Linked DNA regions of Mus musculus: all the other regions are linked to region 1. A link is a contact called in public Hi-C and HiCAR-type data. All regions are on one chromosome and are shown on one strand. Each heading gives the region's core, a stretch centred on a gene start, on an enhancer-like site or on the middle of the called end of the contact. The rest is flanking DNA. Distances are from core to core; before and after follow the strand shown.

What was found. A called contact is a pair of places that touch in the nucleus more often than the background predicts. HiCAR-type assays count read pairs that join an accessible place to other places.
Region 2: a HiCAR-type map of fibro-adipogenic progenitors shows a contact between it and region 1, with 2.6 times the contacts expected there. The contact joins two enhancer-like sites. A contact is called at or near these places in 2 of 484 Hi-C or Micro-C datasets (LSK cells and liver) and 1 of 115 datasets of contacts at active chromatin or transcription factors (fibro-adipogenic progenitors).
Region 3: a contact with region 1 is called in a Hi-C map of uterus, with 1.7 times the contacts expected there. The contact joins two enhancer-like sites. A contact is called at or near these places in 6 of 484 Hi-C or Micro-C datasets (epidermal suprabasal cells, group 2 innate lymphoid cells, nephron progenitors and 1 more) and 15 of 115 datasets of contacts at active chromatin or transcription factors (the SCID.adh cell line, T-cell acute lymphoblastic leukemia, craniofacial prominence and 12 more).

What each region holds. Positions count from the first base shown.
Region 1 is chr9:69,090,804-69,093,570 of GRCm38.p6, reverse strand. All of the region lies in intron 1 of Rora (RAR-related orphan receptor alpha), which reads right to left. Among named protein-coding and RNA genes, the nearest start is that of Gm46153, 210 kb to the left of the region's middle. Within about 2 kb of position 1,265, at least 111 of the 459 cell types and tissues checked have an H3K27ac peak or open chromatin away from gene starts, as enhancers often do. A contact at or near this core is called in the SCID.adh cell line, fibro-adipogenic progenitors, group 2 innate lymphoid cells and 1 more, where this site is marked.
Region 2 is chr9:68,939,792-68,942,562 of GRCm38.p6, reverse strand. The region is part of intron 1 of Rora (RAR-related orphan receptor alpha); the gene reads right to left. Among named protein-coding and RNA genes, the nearest start is that of Gm31262, 120 kb to the right of the region's middle. Within about 2 kb of position 1,357, at least 55 of the 459 cell types and tissues checked have an H3K27ac peak or open chromatin away from gene starts, as enhancers often do. A contact at or near this core is called in fibro-adipogenic progenitors, where this site is marked.
Region 3 is chr9:69,300,226-69,302,925 of GRCm38.p6, reverse strand. All of the region lies in intron 2 of Rora (RAR-related orphan receptor alpha), which reads right to left. Gm46153 (a long non-coding RNA gene) reads left to right here. Exons shown (of 2, transcript XR_001779364.2): 2 at 2,271-2,506. Among named protein-coding and RNA genes, the nearest start is that of Gm46153, 4.0 kb to the left of the region's middle. Within about 2 kb of position 1,350, at least 66 of the 459 cell types and tissues checked have an H3K27ac peak or open chromatin away from gene starts, as enhancers often do. A contact at or near this core is called in the SCID.adh cell line, group 2 innate lymphoid cells and uterus, where this site is marked.

The DNA of each region.
Region 1 (2,767 bases), core at 16-2,515:
TAGGTTAGAAAGGTTTAAGAGACAGGAAGAAAAAAAAATAGAGATTTTTGATTTGCATCTAACACAGGTCATGCAATCCCGCAAAGGCTTTCTGTTTTATAACCCACTGGACATTCCCCAATTTCCCCAATGTCTTATTAGTTTGGTTCTCTCATTGTGACCATTTCACAGATGAAGCACTTTAATCTGAGAAAGATTAAGTCACTTCTCAAAAGTTATAAAACTAGGGGGCTAGGAAAATGACTCAGGGAGTAAACTATTTCCCCACATAGTCAAGAGGACCGGGGCAGTTTAGATCCCCAGCACCCTCGTCAAAGCCGGACAGGAGTGGTGGGCCATCTGTCAATTCAAGGTTAGGGAGCCTTGATTGGGTTAGGTTAGTTTTGGGGGATGGTCTTCCCCATCCCCCAAAACTTAGAGCTAGATCAGCCTGATCCAGCTTCAGTAAGGGGCCTGCTTTAGTAAAGAAAGTAGAGAGTGATTGAGGAAGACTCTGATAACATCAACCTCTGGGCTCCATGCATATGCACACCTGCATGTATGTGCATATTAACCACCACCCACCCCGTGGCAAACATACATATTCACAATGCATAAGCATATACAGAAACAAGTTACAAAACTAGTAAAGAGGACAGCTGGGTCTTTTGGATTCAGCAGGCCGAATTTACATCCCACCATGCTCTGGTGTTATAGACAATCTGGTGGTGAAGCGGGTGAGTGTGTGTGTGGTGGGATGTTTGCTCTGGATGTGGGGTTCTCAGGCTGGCTGGTTGTGATGGAGTGTAATCGGGAGAGGTGAACACAGCTTTTTCTTCGCCTAGATCAGCACTGTTCCAGATGAGTGTGAACGCAGCATGTTTGTAACTGTCAACTTTGAGGTTGGGGACTCCCTTGGACTTGCATCTCCCAGCAGCCAGGGTAGCATTTCTGGCTTGCATGCATCTTTAAAACCACACCCATGGGGGGCGGGGGGGGGGAGAGAAAACACAAGCAGTTGAGGTTTTGTCTGCTTCAGCTAGGACTTCATTGGCACCTACTGAGCCCTTGGCTTGATTTCCCCTCCGCCTAAAGGAGGCAGGACTGTGCCTGGCCAGTTCCCCGGTGTTTCTAAGGTGTCTCTTCAGCTTGGAGAGGCCCACAGAGTCCAGTGGAGTGGATTTCGTGACTCGGGTCAGCATGAGCTCCTCCCAGGCAAGTGGAGGGAGGGAGAACGAAAGTAGCTTTCCACAGCTCTGTAGGCTGAGCAAGCCAGCGACTTGGCCTTGGTGTCAAGTCAGTTATATAAGCTCTGGCTGCCTGCCTCCCTGGCGGGGGAAGGGACAGAAAGGAGCAGGAAAGGCCTTATTAGCATTGTGATAAGAAACTAGACAGAGAAAGCTTGCTGTCTTGAGAGCCTAGAGCCAGGCGCTTCCTATTTCATTCCACAGTTTTCAAGTCCTCCCTTGCACAGTAGGGGAAGCCAGCAGAGGGAACCAAGCTGGGACTTCCAGGCCCAACTTTATTAAACCTTAAAACAAGCCCTCTTCTAGCAAAATAGTTCAGTTGGTGGAATGTTTGCCCAGCATGTATGGAACCCTGGGTTCCATACCCAGCATTACATAGAACAGGGCAGAGTGGTGGTCATAATACCAAGAGACCAGAGGCAGGAGATCAGACGTTTAAGGTCATCCTTGACTACACAGCAGGTTTGAAGCCAGCCTTAGTTACATGAGACCCTATCTCAAAACAAACCAAATCGAAACACCCCACCCGCACCCCTTCTGCAAGTCTTCGGAAGACCAATGGTTAGGGACTTAGGAAAGTCAAGATGGATGAAGTCCAGGGTTGAAGACAGGCACCGTCATGCATTTTGCAGCCAGGCTTTGCCATCGGAAGCCTCCCTGGGGATGACTGAAAGATGGAAGCACCTCGGCCCAAGACTCCCGCCAGCTCCTTCCAAACCTTTCAATAAGGACAACAAAAATAATAACAATGTGTCCTCAACGGGGTCCTTTACTTTGAAGGTCTGTCTCTTTGGGTCACAAGAGTGACAGTCATCTATTTGTTTTTAACTGGCAGGATGGCCGTACAGATACTCCTTGTCACAGAAATCACTTTAATCACTTTCAATGGAGACGGTAGGCACTCCTCCACAGCTGCCACCCACCTTCCCAGCCAAGGGAAGAGACGTTTCCCTTTCTGCATCTGTCCCACAAACGTGGCCCTAAAACATTGCTCATGAGTGGCCCTAGACGAGAGAACTTGTAAGGAAATGCTCATTCCAGCTAGTAATAAAAATGAAAATTAACGCAACCTCAGAGGGGTCTTTTCATTTTTGTCTTACAAACTAATATTCTTGATGCTGGTCAGGCTGCACTGAACCTGAGAGACTTAGGCTGTAAATCAGCATAATTCCTCACTAAAGAAACACCCGTGCTTTGTAACAGGAATCAGAAGATGCACTTCACCCTGACTCAGTAATCCCTCTCTTGGGGATTTATACTAATGAAACCATCTGACAAGCAAAAAGCTACACAAACTGCCCTAGTGTTGCTACTGATCAGCTCTAATCTCCCTCTCTCCCCGTCCTCCTCCCCGTCTCTCTGTCTCCCTGACTCTGACCCTGTCTTTGTCTCTATGTCTCTTTGTCTCTATGTCCCTCTCTCTTTCACACACACACACACACACACACACACACACACACACACACACTGTTAGAAGGAGCCTAATGTTTAGTAGCTGGGGAGGGCTTAGCAAATTACAGCATATTGACAGGAGATGTTAC
Region 2 (2,771 bases), core at 108-2,607, 150 kb after region 1:
AATACAGTATAGGTCATGAAGCAGACATTGTCCAAGTTTTTTCTTTCCCAGTGCCATCAAGAGACTAGGCAGCTCTTTTCAAACTTAGCAAGGAGAATCTCTGAGGCTTTATTCAAACACAAATTGCTGGCCCAAACTCTGAAATATTTGACTTGAAACCCTTGGGCAAGGATAAAGAATTTATATTTCACACTCAGATGATGGTGATATGACCGCTCAAAGAATTTCACTCTGTGAACCATGATATCAGGAAGCATCACCCTTGTCTATAGATTTGGCCCCATTAAAATGAATCCCTCACACTGGGGAGATGGGCCAGTCAGTCAAGGGCTTGCCTTAAAATCATGAGAATTAGCCTGACAGTGGTGGCGCATGCCTTTAATCCCAGCATTATGGATGCAGTGACAAGTAGATCTCTGAGTTTGAGGCCAGTCTGGTCTACAGAGTGAGTTCTAGGACAGCCAAGGCTACACAGAGAAATCCTGTCTTGAAAAACCAAAACAAACAACAACAACAACAACACCCCATCCCCAAACACACACAGCAAAATCAATGAGAACTGGAGTTTGGTCATCGGAACCCACATTTAAAAGCCAGGCAAGTGCTTAGATAGAGTGCTTGTAATCTTAGCACTGGTGAGGCCAAAAGTAGGATCCCTTGGGCCTGCTGGTTAGCAAGTGTAGCCTTGTAGACCAAGTCCAGGCTAGTGAGTGTCTCAAAAGTAAGGTTTGCCTAGAGAGTGACACCCAAGGATGACCTCTGGTTCCCAGACTAATTTGAACACACGCACACGCACACGCACACACACACACACTATAAAAATTGAGTTCCCTACTTTACCACAGAAACTATCTTTCTTTCTATACTGTTGGCTCCACTGTCCATTTCTCACCTAGAACAACAACAACAAAAAAAAAATCAGCCCTTCAATTGCACAGCCAAGCTTGACTTGACTAAGCCTTAACTACGTGCCAGGCACTGTTCTAAATCCTTAACACATTATTAGCTCATTTAATCCACATAATTCTATGCAATAGGTACCACGATTATCCCCATTTTAGAAATAATAAATCCCACAGGGGGCCCTTAGGAAATACTTTCTGAATGAATGAAGGCAGGCAGGCAGGCTCGGGAAGCATTTATACCATGTGCTACGGAAGCTTGTTACCATGCCAAGGGAAGCCATCAGAAAGTGAAGAACTGGCTTGTCAACCAGTTGTTTGTTCCTGTACGACACCAAATAACCCATGTGCCTGCCATTGGCTGCCTACTCTGGCTCTGTGTAGACATCTCCTCACTGGGAGGGAAGCCAGAGTTAATCTCTCACAAAGGGTGGTTTAATAATAACCAGACACTGGAGGCGAACAGAAAGGAACACAGTGATCCCACGCAACCCCAGGAAAATGGACTATTCGGGCTCACAGTGTGTGCACTGCCAACTGGGGAGGGCCCCTGGGGCTGCCTGAGGTTTCTTAATTTTTATTCTAAAAATAGCCTAAGCAGGTGTCCCTCCTGGTTATCCCCGAATGCACCACTGCAAGCATCCACAGATGCCTATCACTCTAAAACAACACTAACGCTCCCATTGGAATGGAAACCAGGTCATCTCTGAAAGACTATAAATGGACAGCCCCTCTCTCTCTATTACTTATTAATGTTTCCCGCCTTTTGCTCAACCAGCCTTGAGGCCCAAACAGAGAAACACACCCTACATAAAGTTACCAGTACAGATAAATAAAACATCAGACTCAAACTGGTAGCTTTATCCTCCCCTGCTGGAGCAGGGTAGGCTGCACTGCTAGACACTACACACACAGCGATCCTCAAAGTGCAGCCCTTGGAGAACTAAGGGATGCACTCTTCCCAGAAGTTACTCATCTTTGCCTCTGTGGACGATTGCTCTTGTCTGCTATGGATGGCGTGAGGTGATCACAGAGTGATTCGCAACCCGAGTCCCTTGGAGTTGGACAAAGCAAGGTTGGCATTGCTGATGAAGAGCCTCCCCATACAATATGCATGCTCTGTGGCTACTCAGCCTCGAGAGTCACCGAGGAAATACCAGCCGCAAGGAAATGTGTGCGAGAGAAGAATCAGAGTCGCTCTGTAAAGTTCCATAGAGATGTAATTATGCAGGATCCAAGCCTATCTGATGTGGCGACCCTGGCATCCATCACTCCAGGGAGCCCTCTGGGTCAAGGGGAGAGCCATGCCCAAAGCAGTATTATTCTCTCTACCTCCTCTAGCTGCTTACAAACAGTTCTTGCTTCACTGGAACAAAGTCTTGGAACAAGGTCTCAGTGTAGCCCAGCCTGGTGTGAGGCAACTTGAGGGGCTATTCTGATGGAGAGACTTGGTGTCACTCTTGGCACCAGGGTATGTCTCTTCATAACTCACCAGGATGGAGAAACAGAGAGAACCACACATCTATCAGGTCTTCTGCCTTAATGAAAACCTGGTACTCTCTTCTTCACACAGTGGCTATAGAGGGGAGAAACCTAGCCTGGCATTTTCTCGGTAATGGTCTCAATCAGTGTAGAAGAGCATTGCAGTGCGGAAGACAGCATTCCAACTGCTGTGGATGGAAGAATTGGTGCTCAGAGGTGTGAGTATTTAAAGGCGTGGGCCCCAGCGGGGGCACTGTTTGGGGAGGTGGGATATAGCTTTGCTGGAGGAAGCCCGTCTTTAGAGATGGACTTTGAGAGTTCCTATCCTCCCCCTACTTCCAGTTCAATTTCTTGGATTCGCATTTGCACTTGAAGATGTGATCTCTC
Region 3 (2,700 bases), core at 101-2,600, 210 kb before region 1:
ACTGAAGCTCAACTATAAAAGAATCTCACATTTCAAAGGCAAGGGGGTGGGGGGAGAGAAAGAGCGTATCATTTCAAACCATCCCTAATACTTGCATGGCTGGTTTTATTTTCAATGTAATATTCAAGGGGTGTGTGTGTGTGTCTTCAGCTCCTGACTCTTGTTCTAAGCTCAGCATTTTGGAATATACATGACATGAGTTGGGGAACAGGGACATAGACCCGGTGATTAATTAAGAGCTGGTTTAACAGGTCTAAATTTCATTCTCTCTCTCTCTCTCTCTCTCTCTCACACACACACACACACACACACATACACACACCTGTTAAGTACCACATGTCTGATTCAGCAAGACTCCACCCACAAGGTTAATGAGAGAGTGAGAGAGAGAGAGAAGGAGAGGAGGAGGAGGAGGAGGAGGAGGAGGAGGAGGAGGAGGAGGAGGAGGAGGAGGAGGAGGAGAGAAGAGAGATTGCAAACCGAGGTCCCAAATTATGTTGTCAAGGGTAATTCACCAACCAACTACAAGCTCACCCAGTTTAAACTGTCCTATTTGGTGGGGGATTTCATGTGGCATATTAGGTGAAGTTTGAGATGCCCACCTTGGTACCGAGTTTGCTGCCTGAAGGAAGAGGATCCGATCTCTCCTGTGAGGAATCTTTCCTAAGTAAATGGCAAGTGGTAGGAGGGAAATTGGTTCTCATTTGCCCTGCCTTAGGAAGTGAGGAACTGCAAGCCACATCCCCCCACCCCCCACTCCCCTAAAGGATCTGGCCATGAGGTAAAGCATTCCTCCCTTTGTCTTAAGCTCCCCTTTGATGTGCAAGTCACTGGTGGAGTAAACCGTGATGACTTTGATGTTGAACTTGGAGACTTTATTGTTACTAGCATGCCTATAAGGAGAGCCGCCAGTCACTTCTCACATCTGAACAACCATGTTCCTTTACAGCCCCTTTTTTACAAGCATCAAATCCTTAAATACATGTTTTCCCATTCCTGTTGATTACTATGCTATCTGTGGTGGGGGAGGGCTGTGCTCCAATGTAATTGCAGCACCCACGTTTTCTGTAAACACCCCGAGGCGAGGCATCGTCAGATGGCTGGTAACCAAACTCCCTCAACAAGAGAAGCTTAACTGCAAAACAAATTTCTAGCAAATAAAAACATCCCGAGAAACTCTCTGAGCCATTTTAGTAGTCAAAAGGAGGAGTTTGGTCAGTATTTCTCCTAAGCAACCATTTGAAACGACACAGAAACTGTAAAAGAGTTGGCGGCGGCGGCAGGGGCCTGCGGAGAGGCTGCCAAAAGTTTGAACCATCTTAACTCATTGTAACAACTTTGTTTCTCTGCAGTGGTGGAAACAGGAAACTTCTGTTAAGACGATTCTGCTGGATAGAAGCCTGGCTTTCCCTTTAAATTTCTACCCAACCAGAAACAGGCAATGTGCTCAGTCTTTAAAGGAGCTGTTGAAGATACAACTCTAATTTCACGTGCTGACTCCCATCAGATTTTTCTTTCCAAACTTTGTTTAATCACTTCTGGAAATGTCAAATATCATCCCCTCACCCCAACCCTCACTTACATCACAGGAAACTGGTGTCTAACAGACCCTTCTCCTTCGATCAACATTGTAATAAAACTCAAGTTCTTTTGGATTTCTGGCTTCAGATGAAGTAGGGACAGATCTCCATGTTTCCTTCTGGTTCTGTTTGCTGTTGTTGTTTTGTTTGTTTGTTTGTTTGTTTTTAAGCAGGTGGCCCAGGAGGCACAGCATTTCTGCCTGCTAATCACTGGGGAGAAATGGGGGGGTGTACTACATCTCTTAGGGATCTGGGGCTTTAGTGTGCCGTTGGGAATACAATCACGGTGGAATACAGTGGTTTAGGCTGTTTGGTGGTCTTCATTTTTCAGTTAATACCCCACTCCTAGGTTTCAACTCAACCATCAAAAATGGAAAAGGCTTTGGGCTAGAACTTGATAAAGCAGGGCTGTAATTTGCCAGAACTAAGTTTAGGCATATTTGTTAATATTAATGAAAGCCTTCTTGTTTTAAAATGTATTTAAATAGCTGGCATTAGTAATTACCTCTTTCTACCTTAGAATTTTCACTTCCAAAAGGAGCTGGTTAGCCGACTGAAGTATCTTAAGCAGTTATAGTTGGGGACAGGGAGTAAAGAAGTCAGCAGGCTTCTGTGTGCCTTTCCTACATCTTGAACGAGAGACCCCAGCCCACCTTTCAACTGTAACGGAAACATTTTTTTTTCTTATAGAAACATGAACTCTGGAAAAGACCTTGGCAGCTGTCAATCACAACCTTCTAATTTTACAAACAGGGCAAGAAGGCAAGCGAAGAAAACCTGCCAGTTACCATGCAGCAGATCCAGACTAGAGCCCATGCCTTCATCCGCTTCCCTCCACACGCAGGCTGGGGCTTTCCACTCCTCAACACCGTGTGGCAACTGGGGGCCCAGATGACTCATGCATCAAATAAAGGTGTTGAACTTAAGCGATTTCTCAATCAGAATCATCTATGCAGCTTACAATTTACCAGCACATGCGATCCACCAAGGCCATCAGACCAAAATCACCAGAATCTCAAATAGAACACGCACACACAAATACACATATATTGTTTAAAATTTGACTTTTAAGTACATGTCTGTGTGTGTGTGTGTGTGTGTGTGTGTGTGTGTGTGTGTA